2 separate regions of the Mus musculus genome follow, and region 2 is linked to region 1. The links are chromatin contacts, called in public HiChIP or PLAC-seq maps. All regions are on one chromosome and are shown on one strand. The core of a region is the stretch at or near the end of the contact, and the rest is flanking DNA. Distances in the headings are between cores, read along the strand shown.

Region 1 (3,784 bases), core at 886-3,385:
ACTCCCACTTCTTGGCCCTGGTGTTCCCCTGTACTGAGGCAGATAAAGTTTGCATGACCAATGGGCCTCTCTTTCCACTGAAGGCCCACTAGGCCATCTTCTGATACATATGCAACTAGAGGCATGAGCTCTGGGGGGTACTGGGTAGTTCATATTGTTGTTCCACCTATAGGGTTGCAGATCCCTTTAGCTCCTTGGTTACTTTCTCTAGCTCCTCCATTGGGGGCCCTGTGATCCATCCAATAGCTGACTGTGAGCTTCACAGTTTCTTGCAGCACTTGACTCCTCAGAGCAGAAAGGAGATTGTCCCCGATCATGTTTATATCACTGTGAGGACACACCAGGATGAACAAAGCAAGTTCCAGAAGAGAACCGTTTATTCAGCTTAGACTTCCACAGCACTGTTCATCATCAAAGGAAGTCAGGACAGGAACTCACACAGGGCAGGAACTGATGCAGAGACCATGGAATGGTGCTGCTTATTAGATTGCTCCCCGTGGTTTGTTTAGCCTGCTTTCTTACAGAACCCAGGACTACCAGCCCAGGGGCAGTACCCACAATGGGCTGGGCCCTCCCCTATCAATCACTAATTAAGAAAATGCACTACAGGCTTGCCTGCAGCCTGATATCGCAGAGGCATTTTCTTAATTAAGGTTCCCTCCTCTCAGATTGCTTTAGCTTATGTCAAGTTGACATAAAACTATCCTGCACAGAGATGAAATGGCAAGGTGAGCTACATATACACCAGACTAACCTTGAACTCACTGTGTAGCCAAGGATAAGCTGAGCTCCTGGCCCTTCTGCCTCTACCTCGGGAGTGCTAGGATTATGACTGAGCATCACCATAGCCACTTTTTATGATAATGAGAATCAACCCTAGGGAATTATGTCCTTTACCCAGGCAAATATCCTACCAATAAGCTACTGTCCTGGAAACATGCAGCAGTCTTGGAGATGACCATCGGGGTGGTATCTCTGTCTCTCAGAGAGGAAACAGCTAAATCTAGTCTGTGAGATTAGACAATACTCTGAGCCACAAACAGTGCCAGCCTGTGGTGTGCCTTGTCTGTCCTTTAAGAGTATAAATCACTAAAGGTATTTTAGTAAGGCAAACACAAATCACAGAAATGTTCTCAACTGAGGGGTAAGTAAGCTAACAGAAGAACTTGATGAGAAGCCTTTAAAATATGCCACAGGACTCAGAGTGACTTGTTCTAGTCAGCTTTAATTGCCACCTGACACAGCCTTGAAGTCACCTGAGAGAAGAGCCTCACTTGAGATAGCCTCTAGCTCAAGACCATTCTGGACTAGCTGGCTTGCTAGCTGGCTGCTCATCCCAATTCCAGATTCCTCAATGAAGACATTTGAATTTTCTAACATCTATCTAATATCCCTTTCACCCAGTAGGCTATTCATGCTAGGCATGGTAATGAATATACGCAGGTCTTAGAGACCTGTCTGTCTGATGGGAAGGACAATTATCTGGCAAAGAGAGATGCCACAATCCATGATGACATCCCAAAATATGACAATTTGATGAATAAGGTATATCTATCACCCTATTCTGATTAACCTGACAAAACTCAGAAGCTGAAGTAGGACGCATCATTATCTAGATTTAAAAGTTAAAAAAGAGTAACTGTATCACGCACACGCGCCTGTGTGTGTGTGTGTGTGTGTGTGTCTGTGTGTGTGTGTACCCAAGTATGCACATGTGGAGGTCAGAGGTCAATATTGGATATCTTTCTCTATTATTCTCTATCTTACTTTTTGAGGCAGGGTCTCTCATCGAACCTAGAACTCACCATTTCAATAGACTAGCTATATCCACAAGACCTAGGGATCCCACTCACCATCCCGCCCTGCCTCTTCTCTGACCTCAATGCTAGGATTGCAGATCACTACAGTGGGCTTTTACATGTGTGCTGGGAATCCAAACCCAGGTCTTCGTGCTTGTATAGCAAGCTTTTTACCCACTAAACCATCAACCCGCCCCTAGAGAGGATCTAAAGAGAGAAGTACGAACATGGCTGACATAGAATGAGAGCATCCCAGACAAGCAGAATCACCCTCTGTTAGTATAGAAGCATGCATGCAGGCAGCACAAAACAGAGAGATTTAGTGTCTTATGACTGTCACAACAGTCTGACTCATCACAGGGATCTCAATGGTCATCCTAGCTTCCTCCTATCTACTCATACGTCTAACCACCCACGCTGCCATGCATATATCATGGGCTGGCCTCAAAGACATCACCCCTGGAGTTAGTATCAGACAAACAAATATGCGGATACCAACTCTCCCATTTTCTGTATACCCTTTTACAAATTACATAGACTCTCACCAAATGAAGGCAATGATAATTTAATAACATCAACTTCTGGGGATTCCTGACTGAATGAAAGGAAATGACATCAGGTACAGAACAGAAGTGTGGTGTCTGGACAGAGGAGGTTTCAAGTGTGACTTTCCCCCTTCCCTCATTATTTGTCTTCTTCTCCAATAGTTACTTAGAAGTCTTTTATTTATTTGAAGGAAGAGAAAAATAAAACAGTAGGCTCAGAGATAGGCAACTTGACTTAACAAAGGGGTGACATCTTCCGCCTGACCAAAAGAAAAAATAACAGGAGGAAAGGAAAGGAAAGGCAAGGAGAGGAGAGGGGAGGGGAGGGGAGGGGAGGGGGGGAGGGGGGAGGGGGGAGGGGAGGAGGGGGGAGGAGAGGAGAGGAGAGGAGAGGAGAGGAGAGGAGAGGAGAGGAGAGGAGAGGAGAGGAGAGGAGAGGGACATTTCTACCATAACAGTGGCCGCCATTTCACATCTGTCAGAGTCCAGAATTCAGAGCAAAAAGTTTTATTTTTTTGCTGCCCCCAATGACTTGTAGACTGAGGTCATTTTCACATTCTTGGCCACCTTGTATAAAGGACGATGCCTGTTCTTTCCTGGTCACCTTTGTCAGGAACTATAGGTCACAAGTATATGACAACTGTAACTAGGCAGTGGAAAACCCAAGGAATCCTTCTGTCCCTCGTGATGAACTGTCTTTTCAAAGTCCCAGCTTAGAACACTTTCTAAAAGCCTTTTGAGTAGCTAAGCCCAGGTTAGCCTCCCTGGGATCATTTTCTCACTATTCATATTTTGACAAATGCCAACAGGTTAGAAGCACGCAGCTTTCCTGAGCAGAGACCAAGTTTAATCAACACTGAAGGTGTTATTTAAGGTTATTTAATTTTAATGTTCATTTTAATTAAAAAAAAAAGTTCAGTTGCAATGGATCTTTAATATTGTAGGTGCCGGATTTTATTTTTCAATATTGACAGGCATTTTATTTATTTTCCGAAAGTAAAAGAATGATCACTTGGGTCAAAGGCTGGGGTCAAGGTTAAGTTCGTAAAAGCACTGCTTTCCTAGCCGTAGTGTGACTGGCTTCATTTCAAGCATGCATCAATCCCTTTAACCTCCCTTAAGTCCCTGCTGATTCTCTAGACAGATTTGCAAAACATGTCAACCAGGAAATAATGACCAATGTGTTCAGAAAAATAATCCAATTTGGGAAATGCATTCCTGCCTCCTAGGGCTTGCCAAAGTCTGAGCAGAGTGTTCAATGCCTCCTTTGTCAAAGAAATGAAACAATGTCTAATCCAGAACGATTCCTAAACTCCACCATTTGGCATGATGAATTCTATGTGTTCCCCTATGAAAAAACATGCTTGAGCTCCTACTGGGTGAATCTGCGAACCTTCACAGTATGTATGAATGATGTGCAGCCCGTGACCTGAGAAGAAA
Region 2 (3,784 bases), core at 369-2,868, 310 kb after region 1:
TACCTAGCAGCTGACTGAGACAGATGCAGATACTCACAGGTAAGCATTGCACTGAAGTCTGGAATGCCTATGGTAGACTCAGGGGAAGGATTATAGGAAGTGAATGGGATGGCAACCCCACAGGAAGACCAACAGTGTCAACTAACACAGACCCCTGGGAGTGCCAGGAGACTGAGCTACCAACCAAAGGGCATACACAGACCAGTCTGAGGCCCCTGGCACAAATGTATCAGAGGACTGCCTTGTCTGGCCTCAGTGGGAGAGGATGTGCCTAATCCTGTAGAGACTTGATATCCCAGAGTGGGAAGATAAGAGAGGAGGGTACTCTCTCAGAGAAGAAGGGAAGAACTCTGCAAGGGGGACCACAAGGGGGGGCAATATTTGGGATGTAATAAAATAATTAACTTAAAAAAAAAAGATGATTGACCAAAAAGATATATTGTAGCATACTATAGCTTCCACATCAAGATTTATTTTGGGATTATTTTTGTTTATTTGTCTTGGTTTGGGGGCAGGGAGGTTGCAAGGGTGGAAGGTGGATATGGAGGGACCGGGAAATTAGTGGGGCTGGGGTGCATAGTGTGAAGTTCACAAAGAATCAATAAAAAAAAAAAGTCTAATAACCTAAGGTTGTTTTCTGACATCTACTACCTCTCCCTGTCCCCCACCACACACACACACACACACACACACACACACAAACACACACACACACACACACACACACACACACACACAATGTAAACATTCTCTTCATCCTGAATCAAGAACCCTGTGTCTTCATCATTGCATTCATCCAGCCATGTCTTCTTGTACCAGGCATTGTTCTAACTGGTAAATTCTGCCCACTTGAGGAAGAGAGAGCAATGAGGAAGAAGGGTACCAGACCAAAAGGCAAGATGCCCAGACTCAAAGTTCCGCATCTCCCACAAGTGCCTATCATGGAAGCAAGCCCACTCCAAGCCCTTCTGCTCTGGCTGATCAGCCCACAGCAAACACAGTGAAAATTAGAAGACAGCATTGATTAACAGCCAGTTTTATACCCAATTGTCCCCAGAAAGTAGACCCCCTGACAAAGCTGCAATTGCTAACGGAGTTTGACCTATAGCTAAGGGAAGAAAGATGCCTAAAGTCTAACCCCTTCACCAAATCCAACCCATAGAACCCACGGGACCTTGAAATGCTGCATGGTCAAGCATGGTGTGCAAGGAAGTTCTTTTGAGTCCAGGAGTAAACAAAATACTGTGTGTGTGTGTGTGTGTGTGTGTGTGTGTGTGTGTGTGTGTCTGTGTGTGTGTGTCTGTGTGTCTGTGTGTGTGTGTCTGTGTGTGTGTGTCTGTGTGTGTGTGTCTGTGTGTGTGTGTCTGTGTGTGTGTGTCTGTGTGTGTGTCTGTGTGTGTGTGTGTCTCTCTCTCTCTCTCTCTCTCTCTCTCTCTCTCTCTCTCTCTGTGTGTGTGTGTGTGTGTGTGTGTGTGTGTGTACACATGAGGTAGCATCCCCATATATATGGGAGTGGGAAGAGAGAAGGAATCCTACCAAAGCATCAAGAACCCTGCTGTGTTAGTCAGCTTTCTGTTGCTAAGCTAATCAACCTACAAAGAGGAACTGTTTATTTTGGCTCAGTTTCAAAAGTTTCAACCATAAGCCATTGGCCTGTGGCTTTGGGACCTATGACACTAAAGTACACCATGTGGCCTCATGTGGAAGAGGAAGCTATATATCTCATGATGGCCAGGACGCAGAGAGAGGAGGAGGAGGAGCCAGGGTCTCACTTGTTCCTTTGAGGGGACACCCACAGTGTCCTGACTTCCTTTTGCTTAGACCGCATTTCCTAAAGGCTCCACCACTTCTCAACAGTGACAAGCCTTTAACACATGGGCTTTCTAGAAGACATTTATCCCACCCATAGCAACAGCTCACAAGAACAAAACAACTAGACCAGTCCTCTGGTGAGGAGGAACTGAGTGGGAAGCAGGGAGGATGAGCGGAAGTGTACCGCAGCACTTCTCTGAGCAGGAAACATTGGAGCAACCCTTCTGCAAGCCAAGGGGAACCCTGGAGAAAAGAAGAGAACGATTCTCCCTAAAGTCCTTCACCTGTTAAATAAAGAGCTGGAGGAGACCCAGAGAACTAGCAGGCATATCCACCCCATGTCCCACAGTCTCTGCATATCCCTGGTTAGTTATGAATGAGACCCAATACCTTTATGAATGACAAGATGATGTCATGATGCCAAATGGTTGGCCTCCCCTGAAAGCAATGGCTACAGCTACAGAAAGGGAATAAGACTCAGAAAATGTGAGTCTATTTCTGCAGTTTCTAATATGCACCTGCACAGTTTCTAATTGAGGAACAAAGGCTGGCTCCCTGGCATACAGCCCCTGTCTTATTCACTCTGTATCCCTGGCACCCAGCACAGATGGGAGCCTAGCTCAAGGCCAGACTCCATCAACATCTATTGAATGGATGCAAGGATGGCTAGACGGCTGTGGCTTAGCATTACCCTGAGATAGCAGGCTACCAGAGCTGCTGTGAGCCTTGATTCAAAAACCTTCAGGGACGTTAGCTCATGTCATACTCATTCATTTTGATTTGTAATCACATAATTAACAGCCAAGGTGGTGGCAGCTTCTATAATAGCCTTTGTAATACGTCATAGAAATAGAAACGACTTACTCAAAGAGATCAGCATCTTGCGATCCTGCATAATCACAGACCACAGGCCCTGGGAATATATTTAACTTGTAACCTGAGCTACGGATCCTCATTCGGAAGCACTTCCCTCCATGATAGAAAGAAGCAGGGGCTGCGTGGAGGCAGAGCTCCACTCTTCATGGGACTCCATGAAGATCACAGCTCCAGCCAGAGCGAACGGTTCTGTTAACCTCTCCTAATGCAAATGTCAGGAGTACACACAAAGGCACATATAAACACCCTCTCTGGCTCATGATGAAAATGGAGCCTATGGATTTATGCAACAAATAAGGTCCTGAGCTGAAAGGTGGTCCCTCGGGGCCAAGCACAAGGGCAATGTCCCTTTAAAGATGTGGGGTTCAAATAGAGCTCTAAAAGATGAGTAGGCAGAGTTAGTTCAGGGAAGAGGAGTAGACGGAAGCCCCTTCGGGGATAGAAGGCAACACTTCCAAGTCCTTGACATGAGAGATCCACAGTTTTCTCATCAAATCCTACTGCCTCTCAAAAGCCCATTTCATGAATGGAAAGTGGAACCTCTACGGAACAGTGCTACAGGGTCACATCAATGGAAAGGTCACCTCAATCAAGAGGAGGGAGGGAAAGGAGAGGGAGGAGAAAGCAAGGAACAGAGGAGAAAAGATGGAAAGGGGTGAAGGCGGGAGGGGAGAAAAGATCTAACTCCTGTTTTCTGATATTTCTAACACCTTCTGCACTAGAACACCACCCCTCGGAGATGCTTCCTGAAAACAAACCTGAGCCATGCCATATCCTCTTCTTGGCAGTTTACACAGCTCATGAACAATGTAAAAACCTTGAAAGGTCCTGCAGTACAGAGCAGGAGTCTCCCAACTTCTTCGAGCACTTTTTCAATCAGCATCTACTTAGCATTCAACAGAATATACATCAGGGAAAGGCTCCCATAAATTAAGCTCAGTATCTATGAGGCAAGCACCAACTCCAACATCAACCCCAGGGAGCGAAAGCTCTTTAATATGACGGTCTATCGTTAGGCATGTTCCTGGAAGTCCCATGAGCATCGCAAAGACCCTGGTTAAGCCCTGGGTTAAGGCAACCACCCCCAAAACAAGGA

Evidence for each region. HiChIP or PLAC-seq counts read pairs in DNA pulled down with a chosen protein or histone mark.
Region 2: a p65 HiChIP or PLAC-seq map of bone marrow-derived dendritic cells shows a contact between it and region 1, with 13 times the contacts expected there. The contact joins two enhancer-like sites. A contact is called at or near these places in 4 of 15 datasets of contacts at CTCF or cohesin (embryonic stem cells, liver and pro-B cells), 73 of 484 Hi-C or Micro-C datasets (the AtT-20 cell line, the Ba/F3 cell line, DN3 thymocytes and 34 more) and 5 of 115 datasets of contacts at active chromatin or transcription factors (astrocytes, bone marrow-derived dendritic cells, bone marrow-derived macrophages and 2 more).

Annotation. Positions count from the first base shown.
Region 1 is chr11:93,506,141-93,509,924 of GRCm38.p6, forward strand. All of the region lies in intron 5 of Car10 (carbonic anhydrase 10), which reads left to right. Among named protein-coding and RNA genes, the nearest start is that of Gm24856, 95 kb to the left of the region's middle. Within about 2 kb of position 2,136, at least 10 of the 459 cell types and tissues checked have an H3K27ac peak or open chromatin away from gene starts, as enhancers often do. A contact at or near this core is called in bone marrow-derived dendritic cells and bone marrow-derived macrophages, where this site is marked.
Region 2 is chr11:93,820,028-93,823,811 of GRCm38.p6, forward strand. No RefSeq gene overlaps it. Among named protein-coding and RNA genes, the nearest start is that of Gm35148, 14 kb to the left of the region's middle. Within about 2 kb of position 1,619, at least 81 of the 459 cell types and tissues checked have an H3K27ac peak or open chromatin away from gene starts, as enhancers often do. A contact at or near this core is called in bone marrow-derived dendritic cells and bone marrow-derived macrophages, where this site is marked.